3 separate regions of the Sus scrofa genome follow, and regions 1 and 2 are each linked to region 3. The links are chromatin contacts, called in public HiChIP or PLAC-seq maps. All regions are on one chromosome and are shown on one strand. The core of a region is the stretch at or near the end of the contact, and the rest is flanking DNA. Distances in the headings are between cores, read along the strand shown. Region 1 has its middle 190 kb from the start of BCL6. Region 2 overlaps LPP (lipoma-preferred partner). Region 3 overlaps LPP (lipoma-preferred partner).

The links. HiChIP or PLAC-seq counts read pairs in DNA pulled down with a chosen protein or histone mark.
Region 1: an H3K27ac HiChIP or PLAC-seq map of skeletal muscle shows a contact between it and region 3. The contact joins two enhancer-like sites. A contact is called at or near these places in 2 of 2 datasets of contacts at active chromatin or transcription factors (alveolar macrophages and skeletal muscle).
Region 2: an H3K27ac HiChIP or PLAC-seq map of skeletal muscle shows a contact between it and region 3. The contact joins two enhancer-like sites. A contact is called at or near these places in 2 of 2 datasets of contacts at active chromatin or transcription factors (alveolar macrophages and skeletal muscle).

What each region holds. Positions count from the first base shown.
Region 1 is chr13:125,579,124-125,581,823 of Sscrofa11.1, reverse strand. No RefSeq gene overlaps it. Among named protein-coding and RNA genes, the nearest start is that of BCL6, 190 kb to the right of the region's middle. Within about 2 kb of position 1,358, at least 3 of the 83 cell types and tissues checked have an H3K27ac peak or open chromatin away from gene starts, as enhancers often do. A contact at or near this core is called in skeletal muscle, where this site is marked.
Region 2 is chr13:126,067,622-126,070,321 of Sscrofa11.1, reverse strand. The region is part of intron 3 of LPP (lipoma-preferred partner); the gene reads right to left. Among named protein-coding and RNA genes, the nearest start is that of MIR28, 210 kb to the left of the region's middle. Within about 2 kb of position 1,266, at least 10 of the 83 cell types and tissues checked have an H3K27ac peak or open chromatin away from gene starts, as enhancers often do. A contact at or near this core is called in skeletal muscle, where this site is marked.
Region 3 is chr13:125,816,710-125,819,409 of Sscrofa11.1, reverse strand. The region is part of intron 1 of LPP (lipoma-preferred partner); the gene reads right to left. Among named protein-coding and RNA genes, the nearest start is that of LPP, 36 kb to the right of the region's middle. Within about 2 kb of position 1,284, at least 20 of the 83 cell types and tissues checked have an H3K27ac peak or open chromatin away from gene starts, as enhancers often do. A contact at or near this core is called in skeletal muscle, where this site is marked.

The DNA of each region.
Region 1 (2,700 bases), core at 109-2,608, 240 kb after region 3:
AGGAACTGGGATTTAAACCCAGGCTCCAGGATGGCCAACCCTTCTGTGGGGTTAGTGATGTCTCTCGGGAGCTCTTGATCTGGTTTTTCTTGTGCTCCCCTGAGACCAGGGCCAGATTCGTTCTTGGAGAGCTGCAGCTAGGCTCTGGGGTGTCTTTTACTCTGAGAGGGGGCTATGACTCCCCCCTCAAATCCTACCCCCTCAGACTCTGGACTGTGCCTCCCTCAACCAACTTCCTGCCCCTGGCAGGTGCCAGCAAATCTGGGCCGGGCATTTTCTGTCTCACCTGCAACATTCACACTCCTTCCTTCTTGTTTCCCACCTCCAAGAGGTTGACCTTTGTGAAGACCAGTAGGTTCCCCTGCCCTCTGCCTTCTGGTTGGATTCAGCCTGGCACCGATTAGGTGGTGGGAGGGTGGGAGAAGGAGATGTGAGGATGGCTCCTTCCTAGCCCCCTACCTGCCTGCTGTAGCTTGGCAATGGTTGGGTGCATCCAAAGTGTCAGAAGCCACAGTTCCAGCTGGGCAGCCCCCTGCCAGCTCCCCAGCACTGCCTACTTTTCTGCTACATTCTGGTAATCTCTCCTTTTGCCCTTTCATCCCAAGGACCAGTAACAGCTCCAGGTTATTGTTAGCCTCAGGGTGCCTCCCTGTCTCTTGGTTTTCCTTGACCTTGGCTCAACCTTTATGAATTATACTTAAATTAATCTCTCTTTGGTCACCTTATTTTGAGTGTATCCTCTCCTTCCTCTTGGACCATTGATATCTACTGCCTCTTTCTTCCTTATATCTAGTCTTCCATTTCTTAAAAGCATGGATGATCCCGGCTTTTAACATGAAGTTCTGTTGGAGAAGGTTAAACTTCTTGCAGGGTTTAACCAAAAACCAAAACAAAGCTAAAGAAAAAGCAAAAGACTGGGTTTCCCAGGAATATGGGAAAGAGTACTGGGCTTGGACTTGGAAGCAGAAAACCCAAGTTTGCCACTTACTAGCTCTGCCCTGCTAGTCACTTGGCTCTTCCATTAAGTAGAGTAAGAATAGCTCTTTTGTCTTGTCTTTCTCATGAGCCTCTTGGGCAGATGAAATGAGGCCAGGCCAGTGGAAGTACTCTGAATGCTGAAGCATTTTCTGAGCATTAGGTGTTACTGTTGCTTTATCAGACATGGCATGTGGACAAAATCCTCAAAAGGCCATGTCTTGCATTTTCCAGTGCATTCAGATTCCCCTGTTGCCTCTGTGCCTCCTGGATTAGGAGACCTGGCATTTGTGGAATCCAAGATGAATGTCCAGGGGGTACTGGCCAAGCATGGGCCCACACGAACAGAGCTAAAAATACCTTTGACCTCAGTGGGAGCATCTCAGTCCTGAAGGGGATGGGCCTGGAAGGCAGAGTGTGAGGGGGAATGACTCCCATCATTCATCAGCTGGGGTGAGGGGAGGACAGGGACAAGGTGCTATCCTTTTCAAAGCCAGTGGGAACGGTGGCTTGATCTTTCTCTCTGTCTGTTAGTCTGTCTGTCTGTGAAGAAGATTAACCTGAACTTTTTGTACTTTTCCTGTTAGAGTGAAGGCCACACCTTAAAGCTCTTCCTCGTGGCCAAGCCTCTCAGGAATTTTCCCAGCCTGCCTTGTGGAGGTGACAGATACCTCCAGCCAGAAGGAGGTAAGGAGGTGATCCGAGGACTTTGGTGTGGAGTTAACTGCTGAAGCTGACTTCAAGCAGAGAAGGAGACACTAATCCAGGAGACTTGGTTTGATTTATTCAGGGATGGGGAGTGGGGAGACCCACTAGCTCTCAATCCTAAAGAGGAATGGTTTTCAAACAATAATCCTTAGAGCTCTAAATGGTTGCTATTTAAAATGTGGTCCATGGACCACCAGCATTGACAGCAACCAGGAGCTTGATAGAAATACAGACGTCTGATCCCACCACAGACCTCTAGATCTGAATCTGCCTTTTAACCAGATCCACTGTGGATTCACACGTGCATTAAAGTTTGAGAAGCACGGTTATAGGATCCCTGTGAAGTACCTGAGGGATAGGTGCTTTCCAGTTGTATAGATGGGGTCCCTTAAAAGATAACATTTGAAAAAGAAGCTCCATTTGTATTTAAAGAAAGAAGAAAAGGTGGGAATCAATGTGATCTTTCCCATTCTTTGGTAGAAGAGGAAATTCTGCGGCTGGTCTTTTTCCCTCTCTCCTTCTGAGGTCAGCCCCTGCCCAGCCTTTCCATTAGCTCCCCAGATGCCCAGCACAAGCCTGGCGTCGGCTGGATCCATAAATGAGGGGCCATGTTAGGTGACTAGTGGAAATTGGATTATATTTCCCAAGCTGCTTCTCAGCTCTGGGGTCTGGTCTTGACAGGACTGCCTGATGAGGCACTGAGGACTAAAAGGGAGCTTGCCGTGACCTGGGAGTTTAGGGCTTGGTGTGGGGGTTCTTTAAAAGGGAGGGCAGGAGGGTGGGGAGCTGTCTCCTATCCTCCTAGGTAGAATTAAGGAAGGATCTAGAGTTTGTTGTAAGAAGACCAGCCTGGCAGGAGCTGAGAAGAGAGAAGTCTACCTCCAGCTGGGATCTGGGCACAGCCCCATGGCGGCAGATTTTCAGGATTTCCAGAGGAAGTGCTTGGTGGCCCGCAGTCTCAGTTTGCTGCAATTATAAATATCTGTGATTCGCATCCCCTTCACATACTCCCCTGGA
Region 2 (2,700 bases), core at 17-2,516, 250 kb before region 3:
GACCTTCCTCTCCACCACGTCTTCATTTCACACCCCTAACTGTTCTCAGAGGCCCAGGTCACCTGCCAACCCTACAAAGCCTCCCTTGGCTGCCCCCAACAAAAGAACCTTCCCAACTCTCACCCTCTGGAGCCCTGCTAGGGCATGTTCACCATACATCTTATTGAGAATACAGTAGCCATTTACCTGCACAAAGTGTTCCTTGAGGGCACATACCATGTACAATTCATCACTCCAGTCCCAAAGCACCTCTTCCCATGCCTCAGAGAGTTGAGATGGAGAAGAGGTAAGAAAATATCTTCCAAGTGGGTATATGCATGGATTCTTGACAACCATAAGTTGAATCCTAACCAATTTAAATTATTCCTTAAAGGGAAAATCTGAGTGGCTCTCAATGTAAAAATAAGTGTATATATAATGAGAGAAAGAGGGAGGGGGAGGGAAAGGGAGAGAGAGGCATAGGAGTGTAACTAAAACAAAAGCAAAATGAAGACCTAGCAGCCAAATAAACAAGCATTGTGCTTTCTCTGGAATGTTTAGAAATCTTGGAGAGGGACCACATAAAGAGCCCTGAGGTGGCACTAACTTGGCACATCAAGTGCTTCTGTGACTGGGTCTGGGGATATTACTAGGTCACTTTTATTATGGACAAACTGATCTTGAACAATTTGTAAGACCTAAACAAGCTATTGTGATGAAGCAATCAAACAGTTTGGTTTTGTCCCGAAAACTCAGCAAAATAGCTAAGGCAAAACAACCACCACAACCAGGCAGTCAGACAAACAAGGACATCCTCAAATCCCTGTGCCTTTTCTTAGTTCTGGATGGGCTCTTCTTGGCCCATGTTTACCTATAAACCCACACCCAATACCTGCAATGGGCAAGTCTCACATCATGAGCAAACTTCAAAAGGCCTCCAAAATCTTATTAGATGCTGCAAAATCTGTTAGATCCATGAACTTATATTTTGTTTGTTTGTTTAATTAGAACAGAGAATTCAAAAAGTAATCTCCTGAAAAGTCAAGTTTTGTCTCCAGGGAGGCACTCCAAGAAAAACCTCATTCTTTGTATTTCATTCACTCTGCTTTCTTCCCTTGCTCAGATTAGGAAGTCATGTGATAGAAGACTGTCCCAAATGCAAAGTTTGATGACGTATTCTGGGCAGAAGTTCAAGCACCTTGTTATTTTAGCAGACCTGGTCTGGCTGCCCAAAGACATAATTTAGCTGAGTGCAAACCTCACCCCCTCCTCCTGCTTCATTTGGCCAGCTGCCTCGGAAGGCCTTTCATTCCAGAGGGCAAAGGATTTATGGCTCCCTTTTATTCCTGCAACAGTAGTTCCACTTCTCTGAGTTTCAAGTTCAGTGAGCTCAGCCTTGGCATTCAAGGTTCTCCTTATGTCTCATCCTTAAGAGCATTTGTCCCAGGTCTGTTTGCCAGGGACATGATGGCAGTTCCCTTCCTGGCCCTTGATTCGGCAATATCTTGCTTCTTCTTACAAACAGACCCATCTCATTACTTGAGTTACTTCACCAAGTCCCACTGACACTTCCATGGCTTAGCTGACACTAACGGCACTAATGGCACTAACTCTATATAAACTCACAAAAGTATCAGATTAGAAAGGAATCAGAATGGAATAGGAGGTTCTGCTAGTATAGGGTCAGCAAACAATGGCCAAATGCAGACCATCTCCTGTTTTATAAATAAAGTTTTATTGGAAAACAGCTATAGTCATTAATTCACTTATCGCCTATGGCTGCCTTTGTGTTCAGTTGGCAGAACTGAGTAGTTCCATTTGGACTCTCAGAAAAATATGGCAAACCTGATCTGGCCCTTGAACTCCTTGTACAGATGAGAAACTTAAGATTCAGTAAGGTTAAACAGTGTTCCTAGGGAGTAAAAAAAATTCAGAGCCTAATAATTAGGGCAGGACTAGTCATATATAGTGTTCACACTGAGTAAATACTAGACCTCTCCAAGGTTCGACAGTAAATTTTATTTCTTTAATGTAGAATAGTGCTAAGTTTTTAGGTTTTTTTTTTTATATGACAACATTGTTGCCTTTGAGAAATTTATTGTCTAGAGGAGAGAATAGACACATAAACAAATAATATCAATATAATAATGTATTTGTTTTCTATTGTTGCTGCAAAACTTACCAGAAACAATTACTGAAAAGCGCTGAAAATTTATTATTATTATCTTACATTGCTATAAATAAGAAGGCTGTCATGAATCCCACTTGGCTAAAATCAAGGTGTCAATATGTGTGCTTTCCTTGCAAGATCTCTAAGGAGAAACCATGTCTTTACTTTTCCAGCTTCTAAAGGCTACCCTCATTCCTTGGCTTGTGCTCCCCTTCTGCCATGTTCAAAGCCAGCAAAGGCTATGGCGTTTTTACTCAAATTGTATCACTCCAAAGATTTCTTCTAGCCCCATCATCCATTTCTAAGGACCCCTCAGGACGAAAGGCCTTTAATTCCATTTGCAAAATTTATTCCCTTTGCCATGTTATTGGACATATTCACAGCTTCCAGAGATTAGGCTGTTAACATCTTTGGGGCCATTACTGTGCTAGCCACAAGTTGTCATAAAGAAGGGAAGTGTGCACACAGTGCTAGAAACCTCAAAGGACAGTAAGTCAGCATAGGGGCATGATGTAGAAAAGCATCAAAGCTCTTTCATGGTACACATTTTG
Region 3 (2,700 bases), core at 35-2,534:
AATGTTGTTATAAAAGGTGGAGATGCAAAGGGTAACAAACATAACTGACAAATTGTAAAAGTGGGAGAGGAAAGTAGGGAGAAACCTCAACATCTTCATCTTGCAAAATGGGGGGTGAAGAAGTACTGTCAAAAGCTGATATGCCAAGAAATGGAGATTTGTACATATTATATAAGTTTATAAAGGAAACTAACCCAGAGAGTGAAAGAAGTGATCCAGCTATCAAAATTTGAGAAGGGAGATGGGAAGTACCAGTGTGCATATGAGCTAATTCTTACCTATAATAAAAACCAATAGGTACATCTCATATTAACAACTCAAAAACTAAAGACATAGGCACATTGTTTAGAGATATGACAATAACCACTAGAAGAATTAAAAACAAAAAGTGGTTACATGTGGGGAAGGGATTTAGGGTGGGGGGGAAATGGGACAAGAAATTCTTCCTAGTTTTTTGGGTTTTTTAAATAATTGTTTTATAGTATTTTATCTTTACTATGAGCATTTATTTGAACATCTTTTAAAATCTTTTTAAATAATAAAAATATCATTTCAAAGGAAAAAGGAATTTGTTTCAAAGAGCATGACCCAGAGGTCACCAAGATCAAATGTGAAGGGACTTTCTTGGGAAAACCATTATGAAATGTCACTCTTGTGGAAACATTAAATGCACAAGATCCCCCTTTTAAGTCACGTTGCCGGCTTTTTAAAACTCCCCTCTCCCCTTCTCTCCCCAAGCTCTTTAACTCTCTCCTAAACATCTTCCTATAAAATTGTGAACACTCTATGCCCCTCAACTTTCTTCACTGGCTTCAAAATAAAAGGCAGACCCCAATGAAAACTTGAAAATGTACAGAATCCCCAAGGAAACCCCAAAATCAACAGACAGCTCAGGCTGCACAGTCCTGTGGCCTAGAAGCACACCAGGGCCTAGAGGTTGGAGCTATAATTAGCTGCTTCTGGGCAGACAACAAGGACTCCTGTTCCCTGGAAAGGAGGTAATTAAAGGAGGCAGATTTAGGCCTGAGGTGGTAAGTCTCAAGGAACTGTGGCTCCGGGCAATCCCCAACCGCACCCTGAATGAGGAAACAGGAACCCGCAGGCCTGACTCTCCATTCCTAAACCATTTTTCTCTCCTCTCTGGTTTCTAAGACCAGGGGAATGCCAGCCATCAGACCAAACACTCCTTTTTTCAGTCACTTAGGACCCATCTACTGGGCGCTCCTATGCACCAGGCATGTGTTCAGTGCTACAGGGAGGGCAGGGATGAGTCAGACCTGATTCTTGACCTCAGGGAGCCAACAGGGGAGACTGGGCACAAATGGAACTTAGAGCACACAGCACTCCTGGCCAACTTTCTCTCCAAGACCTACAACCATCCTATAGGGTAAAGTTTTTCCCTGCTTTTCAGATGAAGAATTTGGAGCTCAGGGAGGAGAAACAACCTTCCCAAGGTCATGGAGCTGTGGGGTAATAGGGCACAAATTCAAATCCAGTCCACCTTAGCTTGTAAATTAAAGCCTTTTCTCCCTTTGTCATCAAAAGAACAGGAATAAAAGGTGTCTCTATAGAGAGGGCTAAGGAGATAGGCCAGTGTCGCTGTGTGAATATTTCCCAGAGCCCAAAACAGCACTCTCACAGATTTCCATTTTTAGGGATTTCCAAAATTCCACACTGCACCTGTGCCGGTGTTTAATGTTTCCTTCTTATACCATCCAGCACCTTAGCTGTCACCACCTCAGGGTTTAGAACCTTTTAAAACTTGGGCCCTGGCTAGGCATTCATCTACCAAAGTCTATACTCCACACAGCCCTTGTTTTAAGTAGGAAAGAATTGTACAGCATGACCCACCAAAAACCCATAGGTCTGAGCTCCATCACTACAAGCCTGGGGACTCAGCAGCTCTGGCCTCACACCCTTATCTCTCACATCTCAGCATCCACCCACCTGAGACCATCCAAATATAGCCAGGCTTCCCAGGACAGCAACTCTGCCTGGCACTTGTCTCTCAAAACACAGCACAGGGAGACCTACCTTCTGCAGTCTATGTCTATCAGCTAATTTTCCCTGCATATCCACCCAAAACTTTCCTCATAAATTGGACAGGGGTGATGTCAGATTTCCTCTGTTTGGGAAAGAGAAGAGACACTGGGGAGGGGAGGCTTCAAATAGGACTAAATCACGATCTTGCATGAAACAAAGATTTAGGATCCAATTCAGGTACTGGATGTACCAGTTTCCCCATTACATGTGGCAACTCCATGATTTAGGGACGCTATCCCATACAAAAAAGAAATCCAGAGGTATGGTGTTCAACTAAAAAACACAGTCTGAGCATTGTTCTTCCTACATCACACCCACCGGTCAGTTCCTCTCACCCAAACCCCTTTTGTAGACACATGGACACTCCTGGCCCTTTATTTGGACATCATGAAATTGGAACCAAGGTTGATACTGATACTCCTTAAATATAGCTGTGCCTTACAGGCCTTGGCCCACGTTTGTAAGTCTACTACACATTAGCAAGTGTCCACCTGGCTACCAGATGCCCAGATACTCCCATTAGAATTTTCCATGAATTCTTCAAAACTTTCCAGCCAGTGAGTTTAAGGGAACTTCCCAGGCATTCTCTCACCCATCTTTAATGATCTGCAACAGGAGGTAAGAAGTAACTTACATTGGACATAAACATATGAAGGC